Linked DNA regions of Mus musculus: all the other regions are linked to region 2. A link is a contact called in public Hi-C and HiChIP or PLAC-seq data. All regions are on one chromosome and are shown on one strand. The core of a region is the stretch at or near the end of the contact, and the rest is flanking DNA. Distances in the headings are between cores, read along the strand shown. Region 1 has its middle 14 kb from the start of Gm38982. Region 2 has its middle 13 kb from the start of Polr2i. Region 3 has its middle 2.8 kb from the start of Dmkn.

The links. A called contact is a pair of places that touch in the nucleus more often than the background predicts. HiChIP or PLAC-seq counts read pairs in DNA pulled down with a chosen protein or histone mark.
Region 1: a Hi-C map of embryonic stem cells shows a contact between it and region 2, with 2.6 times the contacts expected there. The contact joins two enhancer-like sites.
Region 3: an H3K4me3 HiChIP or PLAC-seq map of bone marrow-derived macrophages shows a contact between it and region 2, with 6 times the contacts expected there. The contact joins two enhancer-like sites. A contact is called at or near these places in 3 of 39 promoter capture datasets (cranial neural crest, maxillary cranial neural crest and stem cell-derived epiblast-like cells), 1 of 115 datasets of contacts at active chromatin or transcription factors (bone marrow-derived macrophages) and 1 of 9 other capture datasets (liver).

Annotation. Positions count from the first base shown.
Region 1 is chr7:29,539,993-29,543,025 of GRCm38.p6, forward strand. No RefSeq gene overlaps it. Among named protein-coding and RNA genes, the nearest start is that of Gm38982, 14 kb to the right of the region's middle. Within about 2 kb of position 1,414, at least 4 of the 459 cell types and tissues checked have an H3K27ac peak or open chromatin away from gene starts, as enhancers often do. A contact at or near this core is called in embryonic stem cells, where this site is marked.
Region 2 is chr7:30,217,765-30,220,892 of GRCm38.p6, forward strand. No RefSeq gene overlaps it. Among named protein-coding and RNA genes, the nearest start is that of Polr2i, 13 kb to the right of the region's middle. Within about 2 kb of position 1,452, at least 185 of the 459 cell types and tissues checked have an H3K27ac peak or open chromatin away from gene starts, as enhancers often do. A contact at or near this core is called in bone marrow-derived macrophages and embryonic stem cells, where this site is marked.
Region 3 is chr7:30,759,441-30,762,421 of GRCm38.p6, forward strand. No RefSeq gene overlaps it. Among named protein-coding and RNA genes, the nearest start is that of Dmkn, 2.8 kb to the right of the region's middle. Within about 2 kb of position 1,506, at least 40 of the 459 cell types and tissues checked have an H3K27ac peak or open chromatin away from gene starts, as enhancers often do. A contact at or near this core is called in bone marrow-derived macrophages, where this site is marked.

The sequences.
Region 1 (3,033 bases), core at 164-2,663, 680 kb before region 2:
TGCAGGTGGCTGTTGGCATGCAGCTGCTGGCAACAGAATTCAGCTTCTCTTCAGAAATAGCATGTGCTCGACAGATGTGGTGGCACCCATCTTTAGTCCCAGCACCGGGGAGGCAGAGGCAGGCAGATCTCTGAGTTTGATTCTAGCCTAGTCTACAGAGGGAGTTCCAGGATGGCCAAGGGCTGTTACACAGAGAAACCCTTTGCCAAAACAAAAAGAAAAAGGAAAACAAAAAACAAAACAAATAGAAAACACTAGCTATGCTCTTACCTGTTGAGGTCTCTCTCCAGCATCCAGTTAGTCATATTTAATAGATGTATTGTAAAAGCAAAACAAGTATATAATTTGCAAATAGTCATGCATATATTGGTATAAATGATTAAAGGTTTTATTGCTTCAATGTGCAATTTTTTTTTTTTCTGAGACAGGGTTTCTCTGTGTAGCCCTGGCTGTCCTGGAACTCACTTTGTAGACCAGGCTGGCCTGGAATTCAGAAATCCGCCTGCCTCTGCCTCCCAAGTGCTGGGATTAAAGGCGTGCGCCACCATGCCCGGCTTCAATGTGGAATTTTAAAAGATTTGAGACCACTGTTAAAATGAACACTTGAAGCCTGACAACCATGCTTCCCTACAGGGAAGAAAGAAAGCCAATGAAAGGGAAGCCGATCAAGAATCTTGCCAAGGCCTGAATTCACGCAAGAAAACCAATGTCCAGGGCTGGTAAGACGGCCCAGTGCTCAGGAACACCCGCCGCTCTTGCAGAGGCCTCTAATTTGGTTCCTAGCACCCACACGGAGTCTCAAACTGCAACTCCAATTCTAAGTGATCTGACGCCACCTTCTGGCTTTTTTTGGCACTGCACACATGAAGGCAAAAAACACACACACTAAATAAATATTTTTAAAGACAGATACTTTAGATAGTTCAATCAGATGCTTTTTAATTGTGTGGTGGTGGGGTCATGTGTATACCATGGTGTGTGTGTGTGTGTGTGTGTGTGTGTGAGAGATAGAGAGAGAGAGAGAGAGAGAGAGAGAGAGAACAACTTTGAGGAGCTGTTTTTTCACTTCTACCTGGCCTAGGCAGTCTTGTTATTCTTGTCACTGCACTGCGTTGTCACCAGAGTGGCCAGTGCTTCTGTCTTCACATCTCATTGTAGAAGTACTGGGCTTACGGATGCCTACCACGGTATCCGGGGGTTTTTTTTTTGTTTTTTGTTTTTTTCAAAACACAGGTTCCAGGAATTCAAGTTAGGTCATCAGGCTGCCATGGAAAGTGTTTTTACCTACTGAGCTGTCTCCCCAGCTCCCAGTTAATGTTTAAAATAGGAAAATGGTTATAAACACAAGAGGAGGCTAGGAGAGTTGGGCGTGGTGCTGCACGCCCTTTGTTCCAGCACTCTGGAGGCGGAGGCAGGCAGGTCTCTGCACATTCAAGGTCAGCCTGGTGTACAAAGCGAGTTCCAGGACAGCCGGGCCTACACAGAGAAACCCTGTCTCAGAGAGAGAGAGAGAGAGAGAGAGAGAGAGAGAGAGAGAGAGAGAGAGAGAGAGAGAGAGAGAAGAGAGAGGAGGGAGAGGAGGGAGAGGGAGAGAGGGAAAAGGAGAGGGAGGGAGGGAGGGAAGGAGAGGGAGTAGGGTAAGAGAAACAAAACTGGAGGTGTGAGCCTTGTGGACCCCAGGAGGCAAGCTTGGTGGATCAGCAGCTTCATGCTAGTGCCCACCCACTGTTGGTGTAGAATTGCCGGAGGCAGAGCTGGACCTACCGGGACTCCTGAAACCCATTATACCCATTCCTGGTGCTGATGGGGTGGCCAGACTGGTCTCTACTGTCAGAACCAGGCAGACTACGTCTTCTTCTTCCTGCTTTTCTAATTTCTCACCAGAGTCTCCCCCTCTGGTGGATCCTAACTGGAAAGTAGCAGTTAAGGGATTGTGGGAAACGGGCTATAGGCTCCCTCCCTCAGCTACTGTGGAGGCCAGCTCCTTTGAACATAACTGCAGCCATTTTGTATTCAGTCTCCATTTTGCTCAGAAGATGAAATTCAGTTCAGGTTCTCAGGGAATTACGCACAGATGACACTGACAACTTCTCCTAAAAGGGCATAGCTCTGTGGTTGTAATTCTCAGGCTCAGTCACCCCAGTGCTCCGAGACTCCCCTGTTCACCACCCATCCACCACTCCTTTCCTCATGCAGGACCAATCAGCCTAAAAGCTAGTTGATAATTCTTTGTCTAGTCAGCCTTGCCTTCTGAACTTCTGAACTTGGCTTTTCCTATAAAAAAGCCTGCGATAAGAACAGACTGGTACCACAATTATGCTCCCAGGTTTTTGGGTTTTTTTTTTGGTGGCTGCGATCAATAAGTCTTGGGTTGTGCATTCAATAAACTATTCTTGCTTAACTGAGATCCATGTTTGTATGGTTTGTGGGGTGAATTCCTGAACCCCAACATCTACTACACAAAGCAACGAATGAAAGGGTCTGATGGAGTCTGTCAAATTCTAGAAAAAAACAGAACCGCGACAAGGCAAGGTTTTGGGTCACAATACATATTCTATTTTATGATTCACAGAGAGCTAAGAGTTAAGAAACAGTTAAGAAAGCCTGCTGCCTTTTAGTTCCCAGAACCCATATGACAGCTCCTAACCATCTATAACTCCAGTTTGAAGGGAGTTGTTACCCTCTTTTGGCCTCCACAGGCACTGCACACATTGTGCACAGATGTTATGTGGCGGTGAAACACACACATAAAATCTTTGTGGCTGTTGTTTTGAGACAGTGTATGTGTAGATCTGGCTATCCTGGAACTATCTTTGTAGACCATGCTAGCCTCAAACTCCCAGAGATCCGCCTGCCTCTGTCTCCTGAGCACTGGGATTAAAGGGGAGCGTCACTGCCACCTGGCTCAAAAAAAAAAAAAAAAAAATCTTTTGAAAATCAACAGAAAGCATTTTAAAACAATGAAATTTTAAATTTTAGTGGCTATGAAGTTCACATAGTTCAGTGAATGGGGCTGACAAACTATTCTATTTC
Region 2 (3,128 bases), core at 202-2,701:
CAAAAAACCCAAGAAGGTCTAAAGTTTTGTCTCAGTGGTAGGATGTTTGCCTTGAATGCTCAAGGTCCTGGGTTCAATACTCAGCGTTGTCAAAACAAACAACAAACAAATAAAGCTAAGTAAACACATAAATAAGAGGATCGCCAGTCTGATGCTGGGAGTGTGGCGCTGTGGTGACTGCATGACCAGAATCCATCATGAGAGGATAGGGCGGTGGCTCAGTGGGTGACGGTGAGCTTCATGTACGTGAGGGCCTGCATTGCACCCCCAGCAGTGCCGTTCTCACGCACGAAGTATCTTTTCCATTGTCAGTTTACCACTTGATAACTGGGAGCCTTTGTTTATTTTTATTCATCTTTAGATTTTTTTCTTTTTTTTTGAGATTAATGTATGTTAATAGTTTTGCTTCATTTATGTCTGTGTAGCAAGCTCATGCAGGTAACACCCACCGATACTAGAAGAGGGTGCTAGAGCCCTAGGAACTGGAGTTACAAATGTGTGTGTGTGCACTGGGAATCGAACCTATGTCCTTCAGAAGTATAGTCAGTGCGCTTAATCTCTTAACCACTGAACCATCTCCACAGCTCTAATGGGAGGCTTTTGAAAGTCCTGGAAAGTTTGTGCTGATGTTTGGTAGATCTTGTGTGCAGTGGCTGTGACTTACCTGGAGCCCATACTGTGATTTTGAGTGGTCAGTGCACCAATGGGCAAAACGTGGTCCTCTTCTTCATCGTATGCACGTGCACTCTGAGGTCGGTCAGGCCCTCGGTGCTCCCAGATGAGTTCTCTTGCTGAATGGAGGTTGGCATGTGTTACAGTCTGGACCCTAAGTGTCCCCCCAAAGGCTCACAGTTTGTCTGTGTTGTTATGACAGACGGTGTGTACTGGCTGGTTTTGTGTGTTAACTTGACACAGGCTGGAGTTATCACAGAGAAAGGAGCTTCAGTTGAGGAAATGCCTCCATGAGATCCAACTGTAAGGCATTTTCTCAATTAGTGATCAAGGGGGAAAGGCCCCTTGTGGGTGGTGCCATCCCTGGGCTGGTAGTCTTGGTTCTATAAGAGAGCAGGCTGAGCAAGCCAGGGGAAGCAAGCCAGTAAAGAACATCCCTCCGTGGCTTCTGCATCAGCTCCTGCTTCCTGACCTGCTTGAGTTCCAGTCCTGACTTCCTTTGGTGATCAACAGCAACATGGAAGTGTAAACTGAATAAACCCTTTCCTCCCCAACTTGCTTCTTGGTGCAGGAATCGAAACCCTGACTAAGACACAGTGGAACCTCTAACTGGAAACTAGATGAAGGACAAGAGGGTGTGATGGTGCATGCTTGCAGGGGATGATAGGATCCTAGCCTGTTTCTCGGCTTCCCGGGCTACTGTGAGAGGTGCAGCGTTGCCACAGGCCCTTTGGTGCGGTATTGTATCACCACAGGCTGAGATAGTAAGAGTAAGAAGGTCACATAATCACAGGTGGAAATCCCTGCGACCGTGAGCCTTTCCACTTCTGCCCTACTTGTGATGTGTCAGGTCTAGGACCTCATGACCGCTCAGCAGCTCTGCCTCACTGAGCTGCGCCCAGCCTCCTTCCCTCTGTGCGTGTCTCAGGTAGGGCTGAGGGTTAAAGTGCTTGCCGAGTGGAATTTGCATGCCCACTGAACATCAGGAAGGAGAGAGGTCTCCAGGGCAAGCTTCCCAGCAACACTAGGCAGATCAGTGAGCTCTGGATTTGATTGAGACGCCTGCCTGCATGACGGAGCTGGGGTGGGGGTGGGGTGGGGGTGGGGAAGTAACAGAGCAATTCCTAACGTTAACTTCAGATCTCCACAAGCATGCCTATATACACAGATACACACATACCCATGCGTGTTCACACATGCAAATATGCCAACATACATGAACACACACCAACACACACAAAGGAAAAAATTAACTCAGGTATTTGTCACAATAGAAAGCTGACAAATAAGCTGGTGGGAAAGTTGGGGCAATCCTCTCGCTTGTTGGGTTGAGGGCAGCGGGCAGTGGGCAGCAGGCAGCGGGCTGGGGTGGGAGCGGCAGCATGTTCTATGGATGTATTTCTTGTAATGTTTGATGGCACTCAGTATGTGCAAATCTGCGGGCAGTTTCTGCATGCGGTGTCTCCTGACTGTGTTTGGGGTTGGTGAGTTTCCACGGGTTGAGTGTCCTATCACAGTGAGCCCATCTACTTTGTGGTTAACACCAGCTGTGTGCCCAAGCTCCCCGGCACTTTCCTCCGTTCCTGTAACTTACTGTAGCTGCTCTCAATGTTACTGCTTCCTCCTCCTCCTTCAGAAGTTATAATTAAGCAATTACAACAATTACACCACTTTCCAAAGAGTCGTTCTACCAAGAATCCCTTCACAGAGCTAACGAGGATTATTATTTAACGGGCAGGTCCATGCCCCCGTGACTCACAGTCCGCAGAACACACGGGCTGCGCAGGCATCACACACCCTAGGACACAATGTTCTCGGCCAGGCTATACAATGGTACGTATCTGCTCCAGTGGATACTTTATTTACTTATTTTTCTCTGCTTGGGATGGAACCACATGTTAGGCGAATACTCTTACAACTAAGCAATATTCCAAGCGCTCCTTTACTTTAGTAAGAGAGAGGAATGAGGGCAGGCTGGTGCCACCAGATCTTGTTGGAGGTTGGGTGGGTAGGTTTCGGGGGTTCTCTTGGCTGAAGGATGCTTGTTATTTATTGTAAAGGGGTTAGTTACAATGGTCTTGATCGGGGGTTACACTCAGGGGTTACACTCTTTCCTTTCCTCTATCCTTTTTTTCTTTTATAGGAAGAAAAAGGGGGAGTATAGGGATATTGTATGAATAATAGAGATATGGGTAGATTACTGAATCTATTCTTTTTTTTTTAATTTTATGTACATGAGTACACTGTAGCTGTCTTCAGACACACAGAAGAGGGCATCGGATCCCATTACAGATGGTTGTAAGTCACCATGTGGTTGCTGGGATTTGAACTCAGGAGCTCTGGAAGAGCAGCCAGTGCTCTTAACTGCTGAGCCATCTCTCCAGCCTGAATCTATTCATGTCAAAATTTTATAGCCAATAATCTTACATTGGTACAGATTTTTGTATATTGATACA
Region 3 (2,981 bases), core at 256-2,755, 540 kb after region 2:
GAGCCCTTTCCTGCTAGTCATGGCTACCTGACAGGCAGCCTGCCTTCCTGTGACCTGAAGCAAAGTGGGGCAGTGTGTGTGTGTGTGTGTGTGTGTGTGTGTGTGTGTGTGTGTACCATACAAATATAAGCCAGGGTGTGGTGTCACCTGTCTGAAACCATGGCTTTAAGGATTATAGAGCTAAGGAAGAAGAAAAAGTATGAGTTTGAGGCTAACCTGTTCTATGTAGTGAGTTCCAGGCCAGCCTGGACTATGTTATAATACCATGTTTCAAAATACAAAATTGGGACCAGTGAGATGGCTCAGCAGGTAAAGACTCTTGTTGCCAAATCTGATGACCTAAAATCAATCCCCAGGACCCACATGGTGGAAGGAGAGAAACAACTCCCCCACAGTGTCCTCTGAGCTCTTCATGTACACACACACACACACACACACACACACACACACACACACACACTAAATGCTTTAAAAACAAATAAATCAAAACAAAAATTTAAAAATCATCAAGAACAGTAACAATTACCAAGACTACATCTCATCAGGTCACCAAGTTCTGCTGCTTCAGGGTGCCCTCTCTGGGGCCCGCGGTGCACTGTTTAAAGCCCTTCCTGTGCTTGCTGAAGCGGAGCTCCACATCTGCCTGTCTTTACTGAAGAGACAGAAGGATCACAGTTCCAGGAGTGAATAATACTGAAGGTTCCTGTAGAGGAACAGGATGTGGCAGGGAGTAGGACTCCTGACCCAAGGCTATCTTCCTGCTATACTCTGCCAGTCTCCCCTTTCCCCTGATGTCTACTATATGGTCTCTATGCATTCCCCACCCCAGAGGGCTTCCTAAAGCAGCTCTGTGAGCAGCTGTCTCCAAAGCCAAAGTCTTCACCACAATCCCCAAATTCCTTGTCTTCCTCTGCTTTCTAAGTTAGCACCTCTCGTTTCCTGCCTGCTCCAGCCACTGTGGTCTTTGAGTAGCGTAAGCAGGCTCCTGTCCTGGGCCGTGGCATGTTGCCTGTTTGAAGACTCTCTACCCTGTGATGGTGTGTTTTCTTCCTGTAGATGTCTGCCTACCAGTTGACCTGAAGGAACTCTCCCCGACTTAAGGCTGAAAACACCAGCTTTATCTTCTCTATTGACACACTCCAATTGTACTTTTCTTTACAGTTCTGACCACCACTTGATAAGTTTCAGTGGGGTAATAAAGAGAAGAGAGAGTCCACAGCAGCTGACTCTGGTTTGCAGGAGCAGCGTGGGGAGGGGAGACATGGTGGGACCAAGAGAAAGTGTGTGGGGGCAAGTAAGACAGGGCAGAAGAAAGCTCATAGCCGAAATAGCAGGGCTATAGGGAGCCTGAGTAGCTGGGGGAGGGGAAGCTCCTGAGCTGGAGAAAGTTTGGGGGAGGGGAAGGTGAGAAGAACTAGGTACTTGAGATATCAAGGGAGCCTGGTGGCCAGCATGTGCTTTGGTGTACTAGTAGGCACCACAGACAGCCATTTGTCCCTTCTGCCAGCGGTAAGGAAGTGGCTCCTTTGGTAGAGAGGAACCAACTTCACAAGTTCCTGAATGCTGGCTTTTGTTTAATCGCCAGACTTTGGGTAAACAGAGTTTCCATTGGTCCTGAAAAAATACAATGTAATTTGATTGTTTCTACCCCGTTACTCCTGTCAATTGAGCACAAGCCCTACCTCTCGTCTCCCATCGTTTTGTTATTGTTACTATTAATATGCCCTGAATTCAGCAGTGCTAACCCTGTGTAAACCGCTAAGATGGAGCTATCTGCTGAGGAATAGACAAGCTACCATTCCTCCCCTGAAGCTGGAGTTAAAGGTGCTTTTGAGCTACTTGAAATGAGTGCTGGGAACTGAACTGAGGTCCTCTGGAAGAGCATCAAACACTCCTAACCTTTCTCTAGCTAACCTTCCTTTATCACACACACACACACACACACACACACACACACACACACACACACCCCAGGAACTGCAGCCAGCTACGAAAAATGCTATTGTTTACTTTTCTCTGTTTTTTTTTTTTTTTTTTTCTGGTAATATGTTCCTAGGAGAGATGATCATTGTTTCTTATTTTACGAGTGATATAAAGTATTTTGTTTATTTTTTACATCATTATCACCATCATCATTGTGTGTCTCTATCTCGCCTGTGTGTGTGCACCATGGTGCATGTGTGGAAGTCAGAGGACCACTTTTCAATCCTCCATGTGAGGTCAGAGGATCAAATTCAGATGGTTAGCCTTCGTGGCAAGTGCCTTTACCTGCTAAGCCATCTTGCCAACTCCTAAAATGTTTTCCTATAGCATTCTTTGTCATTGTTGTTTGTTTGAGATTGGGTCTTGTTATGTAGCCTGGGCTGGTCTTGAACTAGTGATTCTCCTGACTCAACTTTCTAAGTGCTGAGATGTGTTGCCACCATGTTGGGCTCTAATAATAGCCTAAAAGTAAGCTGGTATATAGGAAGTAAGTACCAACGGAGATGGGTCAGGGCAGGCTGCAGGACCAGGAAGTGAAGCCTGGCCAGATTAACCACGAAAGAGCTTTTAAGTCAGTGAGCACTGTCCTGAGTTCCTCTTCTACCCAACCCATGAGTGGGATCAGGGACTAGAGGCTCTGGTACTCAGCCTGGGGACCCAGATTTCCTCCTGCACCCTCTCTTCCTACATTGCTCCAGAGCAAAACCAAAATTAGTTCTATCTAGACAAGCCAGGGTTGGTGTGACACTCTGAAGTGACAGATAAGGCTCAGGCGCTTGGGCTCTGCCAGAGGTGGGCCTGGGCTCGGCTCTTAGTTCAGCTACAGGCAGTCTGTGTTCTCTGAGCCACAGTGTCTACATCTCTAAATGGGGATAATAAAGAGTCTTCTTTTAGGATTAGATGATTCTATGTGGAAGCTAGGAACCTGGGCATATAGAAAGCCTTTGACAAACTGGAGCTTGATGACAATAATAATGATGATGATGATAATATTGTTA